2 separate regions of the Macaca mulatta genome follow, and region 1 is linked to region 2. The links are chromatin contacts, called in public Hi-C maps. All regions are on one chromosome and are shown on one strand. The core of a region is the stretch at or near the end of the contact, and the rest is flanking DNA. Distances in the headings are between cores, read along the strand shown.

Region 1 (6,925 bases), core at 1,768-4,267, 110 kb after region 2:
GAAGAAAACCACTTTTATTTCCAGGTGATATAATATGCATATGTAGAAAATTTTTAAAAATCTCCAGTTAAACTATTAGAGTAAGCAATTCAGTGAGGCCACTGGCTGCAAGGTTAATATGCAAAAATCAATTGTCTTCCTATATGCTACTGCCAAGCAACTTGAAAATGAATATGTAAAAACAATAGAGTTTGTAATGCTATAAAAAATTAAATATCTAGGAATAAATCTAATGAAAGATATGCAAGATATTTATTCTAAAAATCACAAAATGTTACTGAAATTAAAGAAGACCTATAGAAAGGGAGGGATTTACCATGTTCGTGGTAGAAAAAACACAATAATGTAAAGCTGTAGAGTCTCCCCACATTGATTTCCCCAATGGGAATTTGAAATCCTGATAGAAACGTGGAAGGTTTTTCTGTGGAGGTTGACGAGCTGGCCTTACATTGTACCTGGAAGTGCGAAAGGCCGAGTATAGTCAAGACAGCCTTCAAGAAGAACAAAGCTAGACTGCCTGCGGTGGCTCACTGAGGCTGTGGGCTTACACATGGCTCTCACCACAGGAAAATGTAGGCCATAGGCCAGGCATGATGGCTCATGCTTGTAATCCCAGTACTTTGGGAGGCCAAGGCAGGAGGATCACTTGAGCCCAGGAGTTCGCGACCAGCTTGATCAACATGGTGAAATCCCGTCTCTACTAAAAAGACAAAAAATTAGCCAGGTGTGGTGGCCGACACCTGTAATCCCAGCTACTTGGGAAGCTGAGGCAAAAGAATCGCTTGAACCCGGGAGGCAGAGGTTGCAGTGAGTCCAGATCATGCCATTGTACTCCAGCCTGGACAATGAGAGGGAAACTCGTCTCAAAATAAATAAATAAAAAATAAAGAAAATCAGCTGGGCACGGTGGTGCATGCATGTAGTCCCAGCTACTCAGGAGGCTGAGGTGGGAGGATTGCTTGACCCTGGGAGGTTCAGGCTGTGATTGAGCCACTGCACTCCAGCCTGGGTGACAGAGCAAGACTCTGTCCCCCCCCCCCAAAAAAAAAAAAAAAGCCAGCACAGTAGCTCACACCTGTAATCCCAGGACTTTGGGAAGCCAAGGTGGGTGGATGACTTGAGGTCAGGAGTTCGAGACCAGCCTGGCCCAGATGGTGAAACCCCATGTCTACTAAAAATACAAAAATTAGCTGGGCATGATGGCGGGCACCTGTAATCCCAGCTACTTGGGAGGCTGAGGCAAAAGAATCACTTGAACCCGGGAGGCAGAGGTTGCAGTGAGTCCAGATCATGTCACTGTACTCCAGTCTGGACAATGAGAGGGAAACTCCATCTCAAAAAAAAAAAAAAAAAAATCAGCTGGGCATGGTGGTGCATGCCTGTAGTCCCAGCTACTCAGGAGGCTGAGGTGGGAAGATTGCTTGAGCCTTGGAGGTTCAGGCTGTGATTGAGCCACTGCACTCCAGCCTGGGCGACAGAGCAAGATTCTGTCTCAAAAAAAACAAAAACAAAAACAAAAAAAAAAACGGGCCAGGTGCAGTGGCTCACACCTGTTATCCCAGCACTTTGGGAGGCTGAGGCAGGTGGATCATGAGATCAGGAGATCAAGACCATCCTGGCTAACACGGTGAAACACCATCTCTATTAAAAATACAAAAAACATTAGCTGGGCATGGTGGCGCCCAGGACAATCGCTTGAACCTGGGAGGCGGAGGTTGCAGTGAGCCGCGATGGGGCCTCTGCACTCCAGCCTGGGCGACAGAATGACTCCATCTCAAAAAAAAAAAAAAAAGCAGAAAGAACAAAGCTAGAGGACTAACAGACAACCAGATGTCAAGTCTGACTATAAAGCTATACTTAATAAGACAGCATAGTTAGACAAATGCACTGGAGGAGTAGAATAGGGTACAATATTCATAAGTAGACTCCCAGATATTTATATGGTTGCTTATTTATTTATTTTTGAGACAGAGTGTCTGTCGCCTAGGCTGGAGTGCAGTGGTAGGATGTTGGCTCACTTCAACCTCTGCCTCCCAGGTTGAAGTGATTCTCCTGCCTCAGCCTCCCAAGTAGATGGGATTACAGGCGCCCACACCACGCCTGGCTAATTTTTGTATTTTTAGTAGAGATGGGGTTTCATGTTGGCCAGGCTGGCCTTGAACTCCTGACCTCAAATAACCTACCCGCCTCGGCCTCCCAAAGTGCTGAGATTACAAGTGTGAGCCACCACGCCCAGCCATGGTTGCCTATTTATATATAACAGAGGTAACACTGCAGAGTAGCACTGAAAAAGACAAGATTTTTAATTGAATTAGATAGCCACATTAAAAAAAAAAAAAAAGTAAATCCTGATTCCGTAAATATAACCCAGCTGATTTAAGACCCTGTTGTGGCCTAACAGCTGTAACCCTCTTTGCATTTTCCCACCTTTGAGTAACAAATTCCTTTCCTCACCCCAGGACAGAGAGTCTGCTCAGCAGTAGCTGTGGATGGTAGAATGCACGCTGGTAGGTCTCAGTGGCTCCCAGAAGCCGCACCCCCTCTACGGAACCTCACTCTCCATCTCCCACGCTCCAAAGCGAGGAGTCCTCAGAAAGTCCAGTTTCCCTATCTTATTTTTTCTTCTTTCTTTTTTCCTTTTTTTTTTTCTTGGGTGTCCTATCAGTTTCCCTATCTTAAAGTGGCAGGTTTGGCTCAGAAACTCCCGTGTCCCTCAGCGTCTCGCCGGCACCCTCTGCCGGCGTGAGGTGGCGCTGCCTGGCCGCATCCTGTGGGAGCGTCCACATCCTCGCTCTACAAAAGGAGCGTGGACACTCTCGGACCTGGGAAAGTGAAGGCCCAAAGGCCAGGGAGGAGCCGGGACCTCACCCTGAGCAAGCGCGAGGTAACGGCGGGGAGCCGTGGGGCGGAGACCGATCGCTGGGGGCGTGGTCTCCAGCGGGGCTGGGCCTCTAGCGGGAGTGGGGGCGGGGGCGGGGACGGGGACGGGGGCGGGGGCGGGGGCGGGGGCGGGGGCGGGGGCGGGGCCAGCCTACAGGCCCAGACGTGGCGCAGGGACTCGGAGGTTCGCCTCCAGCTTGCGCATCACCTGCGGCCGGGTCCCGATGAGCCTCCTGTTGCCTCCGCTGGCGCTGCTGCTGCTTCTCGCGGCGCTTGTGGCCCCAGCCACAGCCGCCACTGCCTACCGGCCGGACTGGAATCGTCTGAGCGGCCTGACCCGCGCCCGGGTAGAGGTGAGAACGCCGGCCTCCAGCCCCAACACTACCGTCCCCCAACCCTACCGTCCCCCAACCCTGCGGCCCCATGGGAGCACCGTCTGCCCTGGCCCCAGGACCACCTCGAACCTCGAGTCCCTGCTTTCCCCCTTGCGCCGGGACCGTCCCTCCTGTTCCCTAGCCCCAGATGACCCCAGCATCCACCGTGGAAGTCTGAGACACCGACTTTGGGGCCTGGAACTCCGAACCCTTCCCCAGCTCCCCCTACCCGGCCCGCCAGCGGACACCCAGACACTGAGAGAGCAGTCTCCTAACTCTTCTCGTGGCCTATGACTCCCAATCCTGTCCCAACTTCCCATCCCCCATCACTTCATGTTCCTGGAATTCCTCCCCCACCCAGTTCCAGGGCTTGAGGTTCCAGAAAGTCTCTTTTCCTTCTTCTAGGGGGAGAGAAGAGTTTCTTGGTGCCTCCTTCCATATGCAGGAGCCAGGGAAGGGGGCCAACTCGGAGGGGGAACCAAGTTGGGAACTTGTTTGTCAACATTTACTCTGCAGCCGCCTCCCATGCTCCCCCTACCAGGAAATTCCCTTTCGGAGTCCCCGTCTTGCTATGTGACTTTGACCATCACAGCCCTCCTCTGAGCTTTTTTTTTTTTTTTTTTTGAGATGGAGTCTGGCTCTGTCACCCAGGCTGGAGTGCAGTGGCTGGATCTCAGCTCACTGCAAGCTCTGCCTCCCAGGTTTACGCCATTCTCCTGCCTCAGCCTCCCGAGTAGCTGGGACTACAGGCGCCCGCCACCTCACCCGGCTAGTTTTTTGTATTTTTTAGTAGAGATGGGGTTTCACCGTGTTAGCCAGGATGGTCTCGATCTCCTGACCTCGTGGTCCGCCCATCTCGGCCTCCCAAAGTGCTGGGATTACAGGCTTGAGCCACCGTGCCCGGCCTCCTCTGAGCTTTTTGTCAGCTCTGACAAAAAGGTGTAGAATGGCTGGGTGCCGGTAGTGCACCCCTGTAATCCCAGCACTTTGGGAGGCCAAGACAGGAGGATTGCTTGAGCCCAGGAGTTCAAGACCAGCTTGGCAGACATAGTGAGACCCTGTCTCTAAGGAAAGGGCTGAGGGTAGGATGGAGGAGGGCTGGAGTGGGTGGTCCTGGGGTCTGCACTCCTGCTGGATGGTGGTGTCTCCTCAGGGAAGGCAGGGAGGAGTCCTCCCACCCTCCCATGTCAGGGAAGCAAGCAGATGGTCTGTGGGGCTGGGCCGCAGGTGGCAGGCAGGGTGAGGTCTGCCTGTGTAGAGTAGGGACCAGATGGTAGGTGTCTCTAATGGGGGCCCCCAGGGCCATTCTGAGGTGTTTCCTTCTGGTCTGCCTCCACTGTGAGATTTCAGGGATCAAAGGCCAAGCCCAGGTCTCTACTGCTTAAGAGAAGCAGGGTGATCATTTCCCCTGGGCATTGGGAGTCAGTCAACAGCCAGTAGGATGTACAGGCCCCAAGGCTGGCAGGCACACTGTGGGTCTCTGGCCTTGCTCTTTTCCCCTGGTGTCTGTAGGCCTGAGTCTCCCCAGCTGTATACACAGTTCCCCCTTCTGTCCACAAGGGGCCAGCATTTCCTTCACACCTTGGGAACTGCTGATCCAGGGATAACTCACAGACCCACCCAACTCAGGGATAAGGATGTATGGCTTTGGGGATGTGGCTGGTATAAATGTGAAGGACTTCTGACCTATCCCATTTTATCCCCCTCCAGACCTGTGGGGGATGACAGCTGAACCGCCTAAAGGAGGTGAGTTTGAAGGAAGAGGTCCCTAGCTCTGTTCCCCCTGAGCCTCTTGGGGAGTGGGCAACATGGTCCTAATGACTGGGGCTGGGGGGAGGATCCCTAGGCTAAGAGTCAGGAGCCTGCACCTGACTTGCTTTATGACTTCACTGGGCTTCAGTGCCCCATCTGTACCTCGAGGAGACTGGGGTCATGGTCTCTGATGCTCTGGTTCCTCCCCAGGTGAAGGCTTTCGTCACCCAGGACATTCCATTCTAGTATCCTTCTGTTCTGGGGGAGGGGAAATGGGTTGGGCACCTGGGAGAATCTCCACTTAACTTAAGAAAGGGGTGGCAGATGGTTTTCAACTGACAAGTGGAACTGATTGGTAGTGGCCGCCCAGAGGATTCTGAGGTGGTCTCCATGTTGGGTGGGCAAGAGAGATTGACTAGTGATGACTGCCACAGAATGAACCCTAATTTTCTCACGTATAAGCGGAGACCCTGGCCCCACCCGGGCACAGAGTAAGCGCTCAGCAATGGAGGCAATGCTGTTCCCATCAGTAAGGCTGCGGGAACCACTACCTCCCTCTGCCCACCACCACCCTCCTTAACACCACCTCCAGTCACAACCTGGTGATGAAACACCTCCCTGGGGCCGACCCTGAGCTCGTGCTGCTGGGCCGCCGCTACGAGGAACTGGAGGTGAGGCCGTGGGAGGCGGGCTGGGGGCAAGGCCAGAGGTGAGACCCAGTCTGCTGACCCCGCTCCTCCTCCGCCTCAGCGCATACCGCTCAGTGAAATGACCCGCGAAGAGATCAACGCGCTGGTGCAGGAGCTCGGCTTCTACCGCAAGGCGGCGCCCGACGCGCAGGTGCCCCCCGAGTACGTGTGGGCGCCCGCTAGGCCCCCGGAGGAAAATTCGGACCACGCCGACCTGTAGGTCCGGGGGCGTGGCGGAGCTGGGACCACCCTGCCTGAGTCCTGGAGACAGAATGAAGCGCTCAGCATCCCGGGAATACCTCTCTTGCTGAGGGCCGATGCCCCGTCCCCAGGCCAGCAGGGATGAAAGGTTCTCCCAACCCCACTTTCTTCCCTCCCCAGCTCCACTAAATTCCCTCCTGCCTTAACTGAGGCTCGACTCCTTCATTGCTTGCTGCGGGGGGATGGGGTGGGAGGTCGGAAGAAGAACCTCTGAGGACCCCAGCGGGACCTCGCATTCCCAAGTGCCTGGCTGCTGGAGTTGGAGACCTTGCAGAGCCGCCTTCCGTTCAAACCCCCTCCCCACCCCCAGGAGACGCAGGGAGGAGTCAGAATCGTTGAAAACCAATAATTTATCAAAACGCTGCGTGTATGTGGGGGGAGGGTGTCGCGACAGACAGGGCAGCGGTGGGTGGGCGCACAGGGAGGGGACGGTGCCCGGAGGGTGGGGGCGGCAGCTTGCCACTGGCTGGCCATGCGGGCAGGGAGGCTAGACATTCTTGCCGCGCAGGCGCAGTTCATGGCGCCGCAGGTGGTTGTAGAGCGACTGCACATAGGTGAAGACACACTTGGGGTCAGGCTTCTTGCCCATGATCATCATGTCCTCCACCTCCACCAGAGGCACACAGTCCACTAGCATCCTGCAGGGAGGGGGTACGGGGGTGGATGTCAGCACCGGCCCCGCCTCTCGTGGCGCCCCTCTACCCCAAGGTCTTGTTTATTGCCGCATTGCCTGCTGGTCTTTAATAAACTCCAGGCAGGGAAAAGCCTTCCAGGAAGGCAGGAAGCCCCTGGCTTCATCTACCCAAGCCTAGAGGTATCCCTCGGGGCGGGGGAGCAGAGCTAGGCAGGTGGAGGCGGAGATGGCAGAAGAGAGCCCCATCCCAGTCAGGCAGGTCCTGGGTCTGTTTCCTCCAACTCTGGGGAGGAGCTGGCTCCAAACCCTGCCCGTGCTCTCCCTGGAGACCGCCT
Region 2 (6,642 bases), core at 2,910-5,409:
CTATCCCCTTATCCTACTTCACTTATCTTCAATGGATTTATCCCTGAATATGATGTTCATATATTTACTTGCTGTCTATCTCTTCCCACCAGAACATACACTACATGATGGAAGGGATTTGGTCTATCTTGTTCCTTGCTGTATCCCTAGGGGCCAAAAGTGTTTGGCACATAGCAGGAACTCAGTTGTGGAATAAATATATGAAGAGAATTCTCCCTCACCTTTGAAATTCTATGATGTTATCATATGCAGGCCTTATAACAGCTTGTCTTATCAATTTTTTTCTTTTTTTTTTAAGAGACGAGACCTTGCTATGTAGCCCAGGCTGGAGTGTGGTGGCTTTTCACAGGTACAATCCCACTACTGATCAGCATGGGACTTTTGTTTTTTGCCTTAATTACCTTAACCAGACAGTAAGTTTCTCAAAGGCACAAACTATATATAACTCATTTCCACAAATACTTATTAAGGTTTTACCATGTGCCAGACCCCATATGTCTTAAGCAGCCTGGAAAAATTGGAAAGAACACTGAAGAACTCCTACCTTGGTTCTGGCTCTACCACTAGTTGAGTGACCCTGGACAACTCCATTTTCTTCCCTGAGCCTCAGTTTCTTCATATGTAAAACAAGGAGACTACATTATCTCAAAACCTCTCCTGGCTCTAACACCTGTTAAAATTTATAAGAGGTAAAACTTGGTCCTGCCCAGTGCCACAGACATCACAGGCACTCAGTAAATATTTGATTTCTTTGTTGTTGATTCTCCGGTTACACAAGGAATCTGAGGTGTCTCAGAACATGGTTTGGATGGAGTAACAAGTGAAAGTTTAAGTCCCACTTCCTTCTCAGACTCCGTAGTCAATTTCATTCTGCTATTTGTGCTACAGAGAGGAGGAAGCACTAAACTTGAAGTTGGAAAATATGAACTCTGACTACCACCACTTATTTAGCTATGGAACCTTGCCATTTCTGGGCCTTAGTCTCCTCATCTATAAAAAAGCCACACTTGGCCGGGTGCAGTGGCTCACACCTGTAATCCTAGCACTTTGAGAGGCCGAGAGGGGCGGATCACAAGGTCAGGAGATCGAGACCATCCTGGCTAACACGGTGAAACCCTGTCTCTACTAAAAATACAGAAAACTAGCCGGGCGCGGTAGTGGGCGCCTGTAGTCCCAGCTACTCGGGAGGCTGAGGCAGGAGAATGGCGTGAACCCGGGAGGCGGAGCTTGCAGTGAGCCGAGATCGTGCTACTGCACTCCAGCCTGGGTGACAGAGCAAGACTCCGTCTCAAAAAAAAAAATAAATAAATAAATAAAAAGCCATACTTGGCTGGGCGCAGTGGCTCACGCCGGTAATCCTAGCACTTTGGGAGGCCAAGGTGGGTGGACTGCCTGAGCTCAGGAGTTTGAGACCAGCCTGGGCAACATGGTGAGAACCAGTCTCTACTAAAAATACAAAAAATTAGCTGGGCGAGGTAGCGCTTCCCTGTAGTCCCAGATACTCAGGAGGCTGAGGCAGAAGAATCACTTAAAGCCGGGAGGTGGAGGGTACAGTGAGTCTGGATCACGCCACTGTACTCCAGCATGGGCAACAACAGAGTGAGACTCTGCCTCCCCACCCCCCACAAAAAAAGCAAAAAACCATATTGACCTCCCAGCTCGAAGGCTCAAAGGCACTACATGCCTTCCTACCCTAGGGCCTTTTTATGCTGTTTCCTCTGCCTGGAATGTTCTGTGAGCTTTTTTTGCCAGACTAACTTTTACTTATCTCCAGGGGTCAGCATAAACTTGCAGTTTTAAGAAAAGTATTCCCTTCAAAAAAAAAAAAAAAGTAGAAGATGGGCATGGTGGTTTATGCCTGTAATCCCAGCACTTTGGGAGGCTGAGACAGGAGGATGGCTTGAAACTAGGAATTCAAGACCACCATGGGCAACATAGTGAGACCCTGTCTCTACCAAAACAGAAAAATAGAGAATACCCCTCACCCCTGGTGCACTCTTACAGCACTTATCTCAGTTGTTTACCTCAACTATTATGTATTGCAATTGTTAACATTTATTGCAATTGTTATAATTATTTATTGTCCATTTTTAGGATTATAAGCACCACAAAGCCAAGAACTATGTCACCATTGTACTCTTCAGCATTTAGCTAAGAAGAATCCAACAAATATTCTTTGAATGAAAGAATGCATAAATTAGTGCATCTAGAGGCTTTATGCCTCTAGACTACTGTACTGTGAAACCTTTCACAAATTTCTAAGAAACAGGGTTCAAGACAGGCAACCTATATTACACAGCTGTTAGAAAAAGTTACTGGAAATCGGCCGGGCACGGTGGCTCACACCTGTAATCCCAGCACTTTGGGAGGCGGAAGTGGGCAGATCACAAGGTCATCAGGAGTTCAAGACCGGCCTGGTCAATATGGTGAAACCCCATCTCTACTAAAAATACGAAAACAATTAGCCGGGCGTGGTGGCAGGCCCCTGTTGTCCCAGCTACTCGGGAGGCTGAGGTAGGAGAATCGCTTGAACCCGGAAGGCAGAGGTTGCAGTGAGCCGAGATCGTGCCACTGCACCCCAGCCTGGGCGACAGAGCAAGACTTCGACTCAAAAAAAAAAAAAAAAAAAAAGTTACTGGAGATCATTTGAGTTGAGGAATTTTGTAAGCTTAAAAAAAAATCTTTTTTAAGAGACAAGGCTTTGTTTTTAAAAGATGAGGTCTCGCTATATAGCCCAAGCCGGTCTCGAACTCCTGGACTCAAGCGATCCTCCTGCCCTGCCCTCCCAAAGTGCTGGGATTACAGGAAAATTTTTTTAGGCATTTCCACCCCCAGCCCTCTCCAGAAGTCTATTATCACCAATGAGGAGAAAATCCCATGCTCCCTTGGTGAGGAAGTGACCCACTGGTAGCCCAGTCCTTGTATTCAGGATGAAGGAAGTGACCGTCCACAGACGGAAAGCCAGGAAGCAGGGGGCAGATAGCCAGCCCCCCTCCACCTCAATGGCCTCTTGCCGCCTCTCCAAAGCTTCTGGACGCTGACCCTGGTGGACCCAGAGGCTGGGCCACCCACACAGGTGGCTGGGAAACATAGGAGACAGAAGGTTCCTGCTGCTGGGGGAACAGATGGGAAAGGCAGGAAGCTGCAGGGTGGTGTGTGAGGTGACGGGGAGGAGACGGCAGGAGCAGCTAACCCAACTCTGAAGTTACCCTTCACCTTTAAGATAACTCTTCCTTCCAGGAGGTGTTTGGCCGCATCCCTCTAGTCTTTAAGTCTAGAGAGGCCAAGGGAGCTTCCGCGGGAGGACTCAGAACCCCAGGCGGTCTACTTTCCTCACCTGTAGCAGAGATCTTTGAGCCCCAAAAAGAATGGTCCGATCTCTCCTTACCCTTAGTCCTATCCTAAACCTCAAGGGGCTCCATACTCCCCTATATTCTGCAAAGAGCTCCCAGCCCCGGGGAAATCCCAGGCACCAAGATGCCCGCGAGAAGCCTTGGGTCCTGGCAGGGAAGTCACATCCTCCTTCATTTCCCTCAGAAAACCCAGAACCCCGGGTAACTCTCCTAATTGTCCTGAACCCTAGAGAATCCTGTACTCCTCAAATTCCACAGAGCTTCCACTCTAAGTGAACCCCATGCTTTACAACTTCCTTAAAAAGGCTTTAATTTGGGAGTCTGCGGCCGCCAGGTTCCTCCAAAAAGCTGGATTCCTGGCAAAGCCAGAATCTCTTCCTCCCGGGGACTTCAACTCGCGGGAAGCCGCCCAACCCGTCTGCCCCTCCGAGCCCTCTGTCTCCAGGATGCCCTACCTCCCCATTCCCAGAGTCCCACCCTCCAAATGCCTGGGGAGCGCTGTGCCCACCCCGCCTCCCAGCTCTTCTGAGGAGCTGGAACCCACGAGGATCCAACCAGCCCGAAACACCCGAGACCGCCAGTTTCCCTCAGGCGCCATGGACCTGGGCTTCGGAGATAACAGCGGGACAGGGCGGAGCAGCCCTTCCTTACCCGCCAGCGCGGACATGGTCCCGGGAGCGCGGAAATGGGGAGGAGGAGGCGGGGGACACAGCAACTCCCCTCAGCTCTGTACAGCTCCCTTCTGCTCCTGCCGCCGCCGCCTCAGGCGCGGGAGGACCACAGCCCCAGGCGCGAACGGGATGCACTGCCTACGGCGCCCCGGGAGGACCAAACCACACCTGGCACCGGGGACTGCCCGCCGAGGCCCCGCCCCGCCGCTCTCAGGACCCGCCCCCAGGCTCTGGCTCTGGCTCTGTAGCGGCCCTGGCGCCCCCTAGTGCGAGCGGTGTACCCTCGAGGTGCTCCGGCTGGTAAGGTTGATTCTGCGTGGGCCAGAAGGCTCAACACGGATCTAGTCCGCACCCATCTAGTCGCCTTCATTTTACAGATAGGGAAAGTTAAGGATCAGAGGCCAAGTTCAACTACCTCGAAATGGCTTCGCTCATTAGGAGGAGAGCTGGGATGGGAGCCCAGGCCTACTGACTGCCAGTCCAGAGCTCTTTCCAGTAGTGTTTGAAATCAGGAATATTACAGTGGAGGAGCCAGGTCTATCCCACAAACAGCTTTGAGGATGGACTTTTCTTAGAAGCTTCTAGCTCAGAGAAACCACTTCTCTGCGCCACTATGAGTAAGCGGACAGTAAATAATCGCTAAGTCAAAGATGGCTGCAGGCGACCAACCAGCTTTCGAGGAGCAGATCCTCAGCCAGGCCAATTAGGTACAGAAATGAGCGCAGGACGCTGGAGCTTGTGCGCCCCATTGGAAGACGAGCACTCCTCTGCAGGAACATGGGCCTACCATTCCCAGGTCTTCCAACTTTTCAAAACATGCCAAAAATCCAGATGTTTAGGTGAAATTTGCCACTTTTAAAAATGTTGATAGCATCAAAAAGGTTTTAAAATGCCATGTAGACCAAATGAAACACACTTGGCCACTAGATTTGCCCTGTGGGCTGCCAGTTTAGAATCTTCTATGAGGAGGAGGGATCACAGGACTGAGTTAGGACAGCTGACTGGGTTATGGCAGCTGCTAGCTGGCTGAGTAGCTTTGAGAACCACTTCCGCTCATTAGGTTTGGAAGGAGATTGGGGTCCTCTGTGTGATTAAGGTATTAACACATCATCAGCCAGGTCAGCTGGTCCCTGATGACCCACCCTCCCATCGGATTCTCTCACCCTGGGTCTTTCACAATTGTCATTTCCTTAGATCAGATTTAGATCACGGGAAAAGTGTCCAAATGACCAGAAAGAGGATGGGGCCCAGGGAAATGGATTCTGTCCCCCGCGCCCCCCACCCCTAACCAAAGACAAAGTTCAACCCAACTGCCTCTGGTCCCAGCAGTTGGTTAAGTAAAGGCAAAGGCAAAGGCGAGCACAATTCTCTTTCTTCCTGCTCTAATTCAAACCGGATGCCAGATTTTTCTCCTCTGGGTGTGGCAGGTGGCTCACGATGTCCTGAGTGTGCACAAAGTGCTGGGGAGGCTCTGTTCCACTTCCGTTAATTCCTGGGAACTCTTTTCAGTACTCAGTTTTATAGTTTCTAAGGAAATCAGTATAGTAAACACAAGATTGTGTACTGAATTAAAGTGACAGGAATCCAGGGACTCTCCTGACAAGCTGCCTCATGGCTAGCAAACAGGGGACAGGGACTTTCCCCATCCTTCCTACAGAAAGATGTAACACTGTATTTTCCCAGGCAACAAAGCACTGGCATCCTGGGAACCAAAACCTCCTGGGTGTCTTCCCTCTCCCTCTGCTCCACACCAAGGCACCCAGGTCTATCTCTTCTCCCTCCTCATTCCCTCTCACATTCCACTTCCTCCTACCTCCAGCATCATGGTCTTCACCAGCAGGGAATTGGGGACTAGCCAAGTCCCCCAAGTTTCTCCTAGGGAAGTTCAGGCGACTCTGAGAAATGCAAGTTGAAAATGTAACGGAAGGGAATAGCTTTCTGTAGAAATGTTATAGCCAAGAGGTATATTGTTAATGTGGACCCAAAGAACATTCCGGAAATCACCTGTGAACTCAAGGGGGACTTCTGGAGGGTAGAGAAAGCCTGGGCAGGCCGGGCGCGGTGGCTCAAGCCTGTAATCCCAGCACTTTGGGAGGCCGAGACGGGCGGATCACGAGGTCAGGAGATCGAGACCATCCTGGCTAACCCGGTGAAACCCCGTCTCTACTAAAAAATACAAAAAACTAGCCAGGCGACGTGGCGGGCGCCTGTAGTCCCAGTTACTTGGGAGGCTGAGGCAGGAGAATGGCGTAAACCCGGGAGGCGGAGCTTGCAGTGAGCTGAGATCCGGCCACTGCACTCCAGCCCGGGCGACAGAGCGAGACTCCGTCTCAAAAAAAAAAAAGAGAAAGCCTGGGCAGGGAGTAGGCCAACTGAGTTTCAATAGCACCCAAGTTACCTGTCCACAGTTTGTTTCACTGGCCATGGCTTGATCAGTCCCTAGGGCCAGATCCTGCCAGCCGCCTCACAGTCAACTCTCTGAGCCTAGGATCCTGAAAACCTAGATCTTGAAAAACAACTCAAGGTTCTGCCCTCTTGAAGGTACTGGTCCACTGGTACCCAACCAGACTTGCCCAGTGTCACCTCCACTTGCTTCCAACTGAGCCAGTCTTGGCCCT

Evidence for each region. Hi-C and Micro-C count contacts between places; a contact is called where the count stands out from the background.
Region 1: a contact with region 2 is called in a Hi-C map of cortical neurons, with 2.6 times the contacts expected there. The contact joins the promoter of SELENOM here to the promoter of LIMK2 in region 2. A contact is called at or near these places in 2 of 14 Hi-C or Micro-C datasets (cortical neurons and liver).

The regions. Positions count from the first base shown.
Region 1 is chr10:20,413,814-20,420,738 of T2T-MMU8v2.0, forward strand. It overlaps SELENOM (selenoprotein M), which reads left to right and starts at 3,018. Exons shown (of 5, transcript NM_001159399.3): 1 at 3,018-3,233; 2 at 4,965-5,000; 3 at 5,217-5,251; 4 at 5,599-5,677; 5 at 5,757-6,102. The coding sequence starts at 3,105. The coding sequence ends at 5,915. It overlaps SMTN (smoothelin), which reads right to left. Exons shown (of 20, transcript XM_077949953.1): 20 at 6,289-6,594.
Region 2 is chr10:20,305,461-20,312,102 of T2T-MMU8v2.0, forward strand. LIMK2 (LIM domain kinase 2) reads right to left here and starts at 4,160. Exons shown (of 16, transcript XR_013399270.1): 1 at 4,005-4,160. LOC144331813 (a long non-coding RNA gene) reads left to right here. Exons shown (of 2, transcript XR_013399317.1): 2 at 2,937-4,160.